Regions from separate parts of the Mus musculus genome. Here region 1 is linked to region 2. Evidence: chromatin contacts called from public Hi-C data. All regions are on one chromosome and are shown on one strand. The core of a region is the stretch at or near the end of the contact, and the rest is flanking DNA. Distances in the headings are between cores, read along the strand shown. Region 1 has its middle 7.4 kb from the start of Gm38924. Region 2 holds the start of AI662270 (expressed sequence AI662270).

Evidence for each region. A called contact is a pair of places that touch in the nucleus more often than the background predicts.
Region 1: a contact with region 2 is called in a Hi-C map of double positive thymocytes, with 1.6 times the contacts expected there. The contact joins the enhancer-like site here to the promoter of AI662270 in region 2. A contact is called at or near these places in 2 of 15 datasets of contacts at CTCF or cohesin (CD8 T cells and the G1E-ER4 cell line), 20 of 484 Hi-C or Micro-C datasets (B cells, CD4 T cells, the CH12 cell line and 13 more) and 7 of 115 datasets of contacts at active chromatin or transcription factors (the HPC-7 cell line, the SCID.adh cell line, acute myeloid leukemia and 4 more).

Annotation. Positions count from the first base shown.
Region 1 is chr11:83,258,543-83,264,697 of GRCm38.p6, reverse strand. It overlaps the pseudogene Gm11427. Among named protein-coding and RNA genes, the nearest start is that of Gm38924, 7.4 kb to the right of the region's middle. Within about 2 kb of position 1,842, at least 21 of the 459 cell types and tissues checked have an H3K27ac peak or open chromatin away from gene starts, as enhancers often do. A contact at or near this core is called in the G1E-ER4 cell line, the SCID.adh cell line, double positive thymocytes and 1 more, where this site is marked.
Region 2 is chr11:83,219,347-83,225,361 of GRCm38.p6, reverse strand. It overlaps AI662270 (expressed sequence AI662270), which reads right to left and starts at 1,786. Exons shown (of 4, transcript NR_015519.1): 1 at 1,711-1,786; 2 at 1,052-1,152; 3 at 731-910.

The DNA of each region.
Region 1 (6,155 bases), core at 593-3,092, 39 kb before region 2:
AGCAGCAGTAGCACACAGGGCTGAGCAGCAGCACCATGACAACATTGCCTTACCATACTGCTTACTTCATCATTCACTCTGTGAACTTTTCTAGAAAGAATTTCTTCCATGCCTTAAAGGCACCATGGATTTCATCAGTGAGAGGGACTGGCTGCAGGGGTGGTGGTGGTAGATAGATAGGGACACTTGGCTTTTACTTGTTTGTTTGCATGCTTTGAGATAGAGTCCTTTGCATAACCCTGGCTCTCCCGGAACTCTCTACATGGACAGGAATGGTCAGCCTCTCTTCAAGTACTGGGATTAGGGTCATGGACCACATGCCCAGCTCAGGGACACATTTTCAAAACCATGTTTTATCATTGCCTTCTTGAACAGCCAATCCCTTTCCCACATTTTGGTTTTTGTTGCTGTGTAGTTATTCAAAGACACACTTTTGATATTTTCTTTAGAATCAGTTTAGAATCAGAAAAGACTGTCACATACGTAAAAATATTACCATACCATAGTAATTTTTCATATAAATCACAATTTATGACATTCTTCACAAAGTTAACTACTGATACTTGTGGAAATAAGCAAGGGGCCCTTGAGCAGGTGAGTGGATGAGGAAATCATAGCATGTGCACAATTAAGCTCCCTGCATGCTCAGCCTGAACTGAGAGTTTACTCATCCATAAGGAAGAATGAAAAGCATCATTACAGGAAAATGGGTGGAACCGAGGATTATATGTCATGAAATCATACAGAAAGACAAGTATTGGACATTTACTCTCACATGCGGTATACAGCTTTTTGAAAAGATTTTTAAAAATTTTATTTTTATTCTATGGACATCATTGGTGTTTTGCCTGCATGTGTGAGGGAGTCAAATCCCCTAAAACAGGAGTTACAGACTGTTGTGAGCTGCCATGTGGATGCTGGGAAGTAAACTGGGATCCTTTGGAAGAGCAGTCAGTGTTCTTAACTACTGAGCCATTCTTCCAGCCCCATCATATAGCTTTTAAAGGGTATGAAAGCACAAGGGAGACTTATGTAGAAAGAGACTTATGTCCCTCATGTAGGTGAAGGGACAAGGGAGGGTAAAGAGGAACCCTATGACCAAAGGGCATTCCACAGATGATAATATCACATTGAAACACTTAATTCAGTGCAATTTAATACCAATTAATAAGAAAGAGGGTCATGAGATTGGAAAAACATTACCATCAACAATACATAAACTTTGCTTCTGACTTTCTGTTTGAGGTCTTTGGAAGCTGTAGTTGCTTTTGCTGTTTGAACACTAGGGGGCAAACACAGCTAAAATGACAACGACAGAACCAGCCTCACAGGGTAGGGAGTATGGTTGGAAGGTTAAGGTGGTGCAATACAATGACTTGGCCAATATCACACAAATGCAACTTTTCTTGTGGGGCCACTGTTGTTGGGTACCCTTCAGGAACTCCTTTGTCTCCAGGAGCTGAGTTTGCGTGAGTCACTGGTGCTCTCAGTGTCGTCCCAAAGTTGTGCTCAGTTTGTGAGAACCCCAAAGAGGCCACCAGGAACCACAATTCCGATGCAAGCACATGAGAGTCTTTATTCAAGATCAATCTGGGACCACTCTCCTGTCCTGTTGCATCAGGAAGGTTTGTCCTTTCCTAGGGGAAGGAAAAAAGAAACTACAAGCAGGGGTTTCCAAGTCTTGGCATTACATGAGAGGGTAAAGGAATGTTGGCCTTTAAGCTAGTTGTTTTACAGCACCTGGTCAAACCACAAGAAGGGAGCATACATCAAAAAAAGAGTGTCTTCACTTGGGAACAACTTAGGTTTTCTTAGCCCACTCTGTTGTTATCAGCCAGCTGCAGCTGCTGTATCTATTTTGTAACTGCCAGAAACATTTCTTGATTTTCTCAGACCTCAAGGGTGGGGTCCATGCCTCTCTAAGGGCAAGTTTTAACTTAGAATGGAGTCTTAAAAACAAAATGGAGTTTATTCTGCTTCCTCAGTCCCTTCACCAATGTAAGCGCACAGGACTCTTTTATGCATTGTATATGTGTAACTCTTTGGTTTCAGTGGGCTGTGTGTGTTGTTTTCAAAATTTTTGTAGGCATGTTTGGTGCCTTTGGAGCCCAGAAGATGACATTAGGATAACTGACTTGGAGTTACAAATGGTTTGTGAGTTGTCCTTTGGGTGCTAGGAATAGACTCCAGTCCTGTAGAAGAGAAGCCAGGGTTCTGAATTGCTAACCCATATATCCAGCCTGTGTCTCTTTGTCTTCCTTCCTTCCTTCCTTCCTTCCTTCCTTCCTTCCTTCCTTCCTTCCTTCCTTCCTTCCTTCCTTCCTTCCTTTTTTCCTTCCTTTTATCTTCCTTCCTATCTCCTTCTTTTGTTTACTAAGATAAATGCTATGTATTCAAAGTGTTGAATAGACATATGAAATATGTACATGTTATGGGATGGCTAAATTACGTGAATTGATATCTATATTACTCCATCCCAACATGCATGGGATTTGAACTCAAGACCTTCGGAAGAGCAGTCAGTGCTCTTACCCGCTGAGTCATCTCACCAGCCCAAGACAAAGATTTCTGATCAAGGCTCAAAGTTCAACTTTCAGCTCTATGTTTGTATAGGGGAAACCCAAAGACCCATCCTTTGTTTCAGCTGGATTATGTTGCTTTATTTCAGCTGAACAATGCTGTAAAGCAAGCTCAGTGGGCAGTCTGCTTCTGCAGGAAAACTGCAGGTGAGGCAAGGTGGAAGACCTCTACACAGACTGGAAGACTCCACCCTAGTCAGCGGAAGACCAACCTCGGCAAACAATTAAGGTCTATTTTGCTTACTTAAGGCTGGGGGAAGGACACAAGAACTCGATGACATGAATGTAAAAAACCACAGCCTATCAAACTGTAAATGAACAATATCGATCTATATTGGCATCTTAATGTCGTACTATCAATACTTCATAGGCAACAACCTGACAAATCATTTTCTTTGTTGAAATCTCTAGGAAGAGTGTCTTCTGTGCATTAAAGGCACCATGTATTTCATCAGCTGTTGGAAGCTGACTCCTAGCAGAAAGTGACTATCATCTCTGCAGCCATCTCAGGCTATTTACTTACAGGTTGCCACACCACCTCCAGTAAGGATCTGTGTGACAAGTTCCACAGGCTGAGGAGTTTGACCTCAAAAGGGGGAGGCCTCCTGGAACCGGTTGTGGAACTCTTCGCTGGAGAAAAATTATTGAGCCATAGTTCTCTTGGCTACTTATCTGTTTTACGTTTTCTATTCCTTTTCCTATATACGAGATGTTCCTGATAGCCTAGGCCAAATCTTAAGCGAGTATTATGGCTACAAAACCATCCCTTGAAATGGAGTCACTAGACATGACCTCATCTCCGGGAAAACCAGCGCTTCACTTTATAAATCATGTATAAGATAGTATTGATAAATATAAACTTTCCCAACAATAATATTTTATATGGCTGCACGTGTGTCATCAGAAGTAGGTTTTGGTATCTTGTTTAAGAAAGCCTTAAATAGGGGCTGGAGAGATGGCTCAGCGGGTAAGAGCACTGGCTGCTTTTCTGAAGGTCCTGAGTTCAAATCGAAGCCACCACATGGTGGTTCACAACCATCTGTAATGAGATCTGACTCCCTCTTCTGGAGTGTCTGAAGACAGGTAGAGTGTACTCACATATAATAAATAAATAAATCTTTTAAAAAAGACAGCCTTTAATAAGAAGAATTAAAACAGTTTAAATTTATGTTTTTTTTCCATTTTTTATTAGGTATTTAGCTCATTTACATTTCCAATGCTATACCAAAAGTCCCCCATACCCACCCTAAATTTATGTTTTGAAGAGTTACAGAAGAACAGGAACTAGAGGTTTTTGTAAGAAGCTCACCATAGCTGAATACACTCTGATAACATCTTGTTTTCCTTAAACACATCCTGGACTTTTGGCTAGGTGTCTCCAGTTGCAGTCCCCAGTGTGTGCTTATATACCCATAGTTGCCTTTCAATAAACAAGACTTGATCAGATAGCCTGTCTTGTCTCCATTCTTCCTGTCTTTTGCCCCTCCATCCCCACTCTCATCCTTGCAGACCCCGTTGACTGACCCCTGGATCGGGTCAATCAGCAAGAAGGAGTTAGGCTACACATGTTACACAGGACTTCAGCAAAGCCTTCTCTAAGTCCCTTACTGTCTTGATTGTCAGATAATATTTTTGGGGGTAACGTATTTTTGAGCTTGAATCATAAAGACACACTGTCTTATGACCCAAGTACATTATCTTGACTATAACACCTATTTTCGAAGGGGAATCACTATGGTTTACAAGTGTATGCTTTAGTGTTAGGGCAGTTTGTTTATAATAGCCCTTTAACTCAGCGCCTAGTTCCCCCAGAAGGATGCTGTTGTCTTCCAGGTCCTCATCTCCCCGGACAAAGCCATGCAGGGTCAGGAGACTGCCTTGGGAAATATGAAGTGCATCCCAGATGACTCCCTGCTTCTCTTGCAAGCCCAGATCCATAGCCAAGCTCTTAGAGACAACCAGTTTTCCTCTAAGTGAGCCCAACTCTGTCCGGACTAACTGCTCATAGCCTTCATGTAGTGAGAATGGTTTCATGCAGAGGGCTTCTGGAGAGCATATCACCTTTCCAGGCATCTCTAGACAAGAAAAGAAACATAACAAATTAAAAAAGTAAAATGCCTGGAATGTCAGGTATGACACATAACCAAGCAGTTTGTAAATTCCACACTTTGCAGCCCAACCGAGAAGGTGAACACAAGATACCAAACACTGATTCAAGAACTGGAAGGAGGCAGATGAAGGGGGACTTGGACACTCAAACTGCCAAAGAGGGAGCCATGGAAGCAGCTGAACACTCACAGTCTCAGAGGCTTGTTCTGGGGAACTCCATGGATGAGAAGAATCAGGGGAGCAAAGGACAGGCTAATGTTGAGGACAGAACAGTCAGGTGATGAAACAGGAGAAAAGCATGGAGAAATGGGGAGGCTCCACAGAGCAAAGCGGGGAGCAGAGCACATTGCCAGAGCTCCAGGGATGGGGTAGAGGATGCATCAGAGTGGATCACAAGGGAGGCTAGACTTCCCTGGTGAGTACAGACTGGCAGTCCCAGCCATAAGATAGCATACAGTTCTTTAAAGACTTGTATTTAGTAAAGGAATTCGAAGGGATCTTCTACTGACAGATTAGAGTCACAGAGGAAATTCCTTTTGCTTGTCTCCTTATGGTGAGAATGTCACATGTTGCCAGGTGTTTTGTGTGTGTGTGTGTGTGTGTGTGTGTGTGTGTGTGTGTGTGTGTAAACCAAGTTACTGGAGGGACATGAAAACAAGTAACACTCCCAGTGTAGGAGCTTGGAGACATCTTTCACCTCAGAGCCCAGTTGAGCAAGGAGGCTGGAACCTAAGTCACAGCAACCAACCTAGGCAGCCACGGTGAAACTACCTGGAAGGTGAGCACTCTGTTGAGCAGCATTAGGATTGCCATAAGGAAAGCAGCTAAAGGGACTGTGTGGCAGTCTGCTTGATTGAAGAGTGTATTTGTCTTGTCTGGAAAGACCTGAGAAGACAAAGGTAATTTTAAATTTCCATAGGGCATGCTATTCAATAACTATTGCAAGTGCATCGAAAGTCTCAGTTGAACTGAAGTCAAATACAAATTCCAAAATTACACTTTGATGTTAATGAAGTCCTCTACACAACCCTAAATACAAAAAAAGTAACAGTAAGATGTGCATTAATACTAGTTCAATGTATTAATTAAGTGGATATGTTTTACTTTGTGCTACTTGGTTTTGTAAAATGAGACAGGGTCGCACACAGCCCAGAGTGGCAGCAAACTATGTAGCCAAGCATGAGCTTGACTTTCTGATCCATCTGCCTCCAGTTCCAAAGACTGTGGATCATAAGTGGATCATCATGACAAGTCTTGGGGTTTTATGTAGCACAGTGAGTGAAGCCAGGGTTTCTAACAAGCTAGGCTAGCATTCTACCAACTAAGAAAATTCCCCATGTTTGGTTTCCTTTAACATCAGTTAAGCCCAGGAAAAAAAAATGCAGTCTGGTGAAGAACTGAGTTGTGAAGTCAGAATCAGAGCTGTGCAGTGAGAAAGAAAGATAAACCAGGGTAGAGGTGAACTAT
Region 2 (6,015 bases), core at 537-3,036:
TGCTAGTTTCTCCATGCATCCCTCAGTCCCTGCCAGTTCCAGGGCGTTCCTGGAAGGCATGTTCTGCTCCTACCCTGAACTCTCCAGCTCAGTGTTGGGCCACCTTTCCCCAACTGCACTTCCAATTCAACCATTTTGGTTACCAGACCCATCTCTCTCTCCTTTGGGCTTCCTGGCTGTTGTATTTTATAAAAAGAAAGAGAAGAAGGCAGGGATATGTTTGGTGGAGGCATAGTAAGGTGTTGGGGAAAGGGTCCCTTTGCTGGCTCATGCTGAGGCATCCCTTCCCCCTGAGGTACCAGCCACGGGATGGTATAATATAGAATAGAATGTAGGGCATAGGGATGTGAGTTGAGGGAGTAGAGACAGAGAAAGGCAGAGATAGTAGTGGCTGGCCATGAGCACGTGGAGAGTAGGGAGGGGAATGAGGAGAGGGAGGAAGTGAGTAAGGGAGCAAGGGCAAGAGGAGAAGAGCAGAGAGCAAAAGTGAGGAGGGGGCAAGCAGTCCCTTTTATAGTGAGTCAGGTATACCTGGCTGTTGCCAGAAACTGTGGGCAGAGCCTAGACAAAATGCCAACCCGGGCTGCTGCACCTGGTACCTCTCTTTCCTCCCTCCCTCTCCTCCATCTCCTAAAAAAGCTAGGGACATGTTCATTCTGGACGCTCCAAGAAGATTCTGCCCCGTGGCTCTGCCTCCCTTTCAATCCACAAACTTTCTCTTCCACTATACCTGGGACCAGTCCTCTTCCTTTCTTTTTATTTCTTTTTCTCATACACATGGCGCCGAAAACCAGGACCAGTCATGTTTTCTTTCTTTCTTTCTCTTTTTCATTCAGCCAAGATGAAGGATTTTGCCCAGAACCACTCCGGGTCCCCAGAAAATGGCGGCAGAGGTAGTTTGCAGAGTCATCTAAAGGCGTATACCCATAAAGCCATTTGGCTTTCCCATCAGGTCCAATTAGAAGCAAACACATATCTTTACGTACTTCCTGCTTTTGTACCCAACCCTCCCCCTTAATTCAGGCAGGGGCATGCATGTTTCCTCACTTACCAACTGGGGGCAGGCTCCTAGAAGAAACTTCCATGCCGATGTTTCAATGTTTCGTTTTGGTAACACAAACTAACAGGCAGCCACGAAAACTCTTGACCAAACTCAATGCAGTAAAGAGTGCATTTTATACAGGGCTTTTAATATGAAGTTTCCTCCCCCCCCCCCCCATCTAATATATAGGCTAACTTATAATTGGATTTTTAAAACCTTCAGGTTGGATTTTAAAGTTAGCCTGGATGCGGAGGAAGGAAGGGCCAGCCAGGCGATACAGAGGGACTCATGTGAGCCTTGTGGCAGAAACTAAAACCACATGCTGGTCTCCTTGTCCTTTCTTGACAGCCTTCAGGGAGGGTGACAGGAGCGGTTGCAGGAAGGATGTGATAAATCTCACATACATTCAAAACATTTCTCAGGCCTCATGGTTATTTTCTGTGTTTCCTTCTCTTGCTCTCCATGATCTGAGGATATTGTTCCTTCCGCACTGGTCAGTTTCTTCTAAAGAGGCCCCCCGTGTGATTTCAGTTATATAGCAGGACTTTCTGACCCAGAAGCAGTACAAATGATGACACAGAGGCTATCGGGTATTTTAAAGCTTAAGCCTATAGCTGGGCAGATTTCCAACCAACTTTCTAGTTCATCCCGATTTGTCCTGGCATTACCTTCCATGTGTGGCCAGCTCTGCGTCTCTGCTCCTGTTCAGGTCCATCTTTCATCTCCGAGGCCCCAGGCGACTTTGGCGCCTTTGCTTTCTTTTTCCAGAGTCCCTCCCCAGGAAGTTCTGCCCTCCACTCTCTGCCCAGCTATTGGCTGTCAGCTCTTTATTACAGCCAATAAGCAAGTAAAGAAGGTCTAATATTTACAAAATATAGGACCTCTGATAGGCCACAGAAATAATACTAAGAGGCAGGCAGATTTCTGAGTTCGAGGCCAGCCTGGTCTACAAAGTGAGTGCCAGTGACAGCCAGGGCTACACAGAGAAACCCTGTCTCGAAAAAAACAAAAAAACATAACAAAACAAAAAAACAAAAACAAAAAAACCCCGACAACAACAAAAAAAGAAATAATACCAAGATCCGGCTCGCACTCAGCTGTCTGGCTAGTGCTTAGTTTGCTGATGGTTTATCCCTCAACATTGAGTATATAGAGAGCCACCTTCACATAATGCACCCCTAACTCAACTACAAGGATTTTGCTTTTACCTTTGGTGCCAGATCGTTAGTCCTGGTTTTACTCAGTGCTGGCCAGTGGATGAAATCAAGAGTCATGACCTTTTGTCTTCTCTCTCCTGAGAAGATTCCATACAGCAAGCCTGTAAGCTCCTCTCAGTAGTCTTGGTCCGTATTTAATATTTCATAAATGTTTGCTTTAAATTTGGCCTGAAGTGGTTGCGTTCATTTTTTTTTTTCCCAGCAAAACCCAGTATAAACATAAACCCTGCAGATGCACTCAGGCGATGCTGGGAGGCAGAAATCAGAGTGGCCAAGGACCTGGCACAGTCATCAGTGTTCCAATGTCTAGTTGCACAGCTAAAGTGAGAATTCCCCAGGATGCCTGGTACTCCAGGGATTATGCAAGGATGCCTCTGAAACAGACTCCTGTCCATTACATTCTCCTTGTCAGACTGATGGAACCTCTATGAGACACTAGTCATTTGTTACAGTTGTCTTTGATGTCATGTATATTTTGGTCTCTTAAGTCAATATCTGATCCATCTTTGTGTGTTAAGACTTGGAAGGCTATGAAACTAGATGACACAAGAGGGACTGATGGACCTCTGAAGGAAAGAAGTCCAATCGTTACATGTCATTGTCCTCTCTTATGTATCTATCCTATGTTTGTATGTTCTGACTCAGGGCTGTAAGGCACAGCTGCACCCAGGGCTCCAGGTGGTGCCTAGCTCCACCTTCAGCTGCTTCTTGGGAGCAGGAAAACTGCATTGATAAAAACTTCACATCTCAGAACACTGAGTATGCATAAGGGGATGGGGTTGGATGAAGGATTCACAAGTAAATCCCCGGGCTCAATGGAGAGCTTTGTAAAACCTGGGGTCCCACATGGAAGCCAGGCACTGCCAAACTGCCTTGTCCCTCTTCTGCATCAGGCCAGAACCAGCTCCTGTCCAAGCTATGGATGAGTCTGATTTCTACCCTGTATGTTTAGATGTGGATCTTATGTGTATGAATGTACATGACCATTGCATGCTAGTTTCTGCCTGGTCACGAATTCAAGAATAAATGTTATTTCTTATTCCTTCTGCCAGTTACTTGTGCTCAGAATTCACCTCTGGTTTTCCTGAACACTGGATTTAATATAATAGAAATTCAAATGTTGTTTAAATATGGGTAATATTCAAATTGTTCTATAATGTTCTTCGTTATTGCTGGCTCTGAAAGTGGGTTATAGCTCACCTTTTTCAGACCCAGGCATGATTTTAAACTCCAGGGTCAAATACTAAAAGGATTGACTTATAAATTATCAGATATGGTTAAAAAAATCTATAATATCTATAACAAAGAATTAAGTTAAAGCTAGTAGTAGGTTGAGCCATTAAAAGCTTATACTTCAATATATTTAAAACATGCTGCATGATTCTACTCTGGGACATAAGCAACATGTGGCTGTCACAGACTTGACTGTGAGATAAGGCAGTGTCCTGTATGATTTAGTTTGTTGGGAGGTGCCTGTGGCTCAAGGGTGTCAGCAGATTCCAGGTTCTGCATTTTTATTGTTGTTTTTCATTTTAAGTACAGAGCATCGTGGTCACAAAAGTTCACTTTACAATTTCATCATCACTAGGAATCTAACCACAATTATGATCCCAATGTTTGTTTTAGGAAAACAGTTGGTTCTAAGATGATGTAATATGTTATATACCCATTAGATGGGGATATTACTTTTTCTTTTCAAAAATAGATGTTGGATTGGGGAGATGAATCCAAAATTAAATCAAAATTACAAATATATTTTTTAAAGATTTACTTATTTTACTAATACGAGTACACTGTAGCTGTCTTCAGACACACTAGAAGAGGGCATTGGATCCCATTACAGATGGTTGTGAGCCACCATGTCATTGCTGGGACTTGACCACAGGAAGAGCAGTCAGTGATATTAACCGCTGAACCATCTCTCCAGGTCCACAAATATATTAAGAATGTCAAAACTGTGTTTACTTACTTACTTGGATGTTATGTTATGGATGAGTGTTTGCCTGAATGTATGTAAATGACCCACATGCATGCCTCAGGCTCGCTGTGGACCAAAGAGTGTAATGGATCCCAGAAACTTGAATTACAGATGGTTGTGAGTTGCCATGTGAGTGCTGGGAATACAAGCCTGGTTCTCTGGGAGAGCAGCCAGTGCTCTTTACTGCTGAACACTTGCTTCTGCTCCTAAAATGTAGCATTATAAAAAATTAGCAGTGCTTAAATGTATCTGTATGCAGTTGTGGGGCTGGGTGTTCACAGCTACACCACCATGTGGCAGTCAGAAGACAACTGGCTTGAGTCAATTTCTCTCTCTCCTGCACAGAGATCCCTGGGGCTGGGCTCCTCAGGCAAGGTGGCAGCTGCCTCCATCCACTGAGCCATCACTTCACTGGCTCCCACTCATAAGTCTTTCCCCAAGGTTTGTCCTGTTGACCTGAAAACCTGACTCTGCAGCCAAGCATGCCATTACTAGGACTCCTTGCTTTTTCTTAGTCCATGTCACTACCCAGGTCCTTGCCCCACACTGTTACAGCCATCCTTTACTTGGCTTCCTCCTTCTGACTTTCCTATGTTAATGGAGCTCCTGAACTGCCACCCAAAGAGGCTCTCTTTAGGCAGGCAGCTGCTGCTTTTGTTGAAACTCTCTGCCAATGATCTCCCATGAGTTCCAGCAGCCTCGAGAGTGCAACAACTTCCTAGTTCATCCATGATGTACCCCACAACTGTCATGACTTCACACTGATGTCACCTCCATGAAACAAGTGTTTCTAACGTGTCTCAGCCCCAGTGGCTGTTGTGTGAAGGAAGAATGGTTAGGTGTCCTTTAGACCAGCTACTGTGACAAGTGTCAATAGGTGCTCATGCAGCTGTGATAATGTGTCTTCTCACTTCCTTGGTCTTCAAAGGTCTAAGCCACAATTCTGAAAATCACAATCCCAAGTCATCAAAACATTTTAAACCGCAAAGCCTGGAAATATTATCCTGGAAACCCAATAAGAATTCTTTAAGAGAATTTGATGATGATTTGTAAGGAACATTTATTTTAGAAACATATTAAAATGGCATAACCTTTGTTTGGTATCCAAATTTTGTTAAGTATAACTTCGCAGGGTGAACAATGAAGCTTCGTTGAAGTAAGATATAAGCAGAAGAAGTGTATTCATAAAAACACAGATCTAAATGGGACCTCATAAAATTGCAAAGCTTCTGTAAGGCAAAGGACACTGTGAATAAGACAAAAAGGCCACAAATAGACTGGGAAAGAATCTTTATCTATCCTAAATCATATAGGGGACTAATATCTAATATATATAAAGAACTGAAGAAGGTGGACTCCAGAAAATCAGATAATCCCATTAAAAATGGGGCTCAGAGCTAAACAAATAATTCTCACCTGAGGAATACCGAATGGCTGAGAAACACCTGAAAAAATGTTCAGCATCCTTAATCATCAGGGAAATGCAAATCAAAACAGCCCTGAGATTTCATCTCACACCAGTCAGAATGGCTAAGATCAAAAATTCAGGTGACAGCAGATGCTGGCGAGGATGTGGAGAAAGAGCAACACTCCTCCATTGCTGGTGGGATTGCAAGCTTGTACAACCACTCTGGAAATCAGTCTGGTGGTTCCTCAGAAAATTGGACATAGTACTACCGAAGGATCTGACAATACCTCTCCTGGGCATATATCCAGAAGATGTTTCAACTGGTAAGAAAGACACATGCTCCACTATGTTCATAGCAGCCTTATTTATA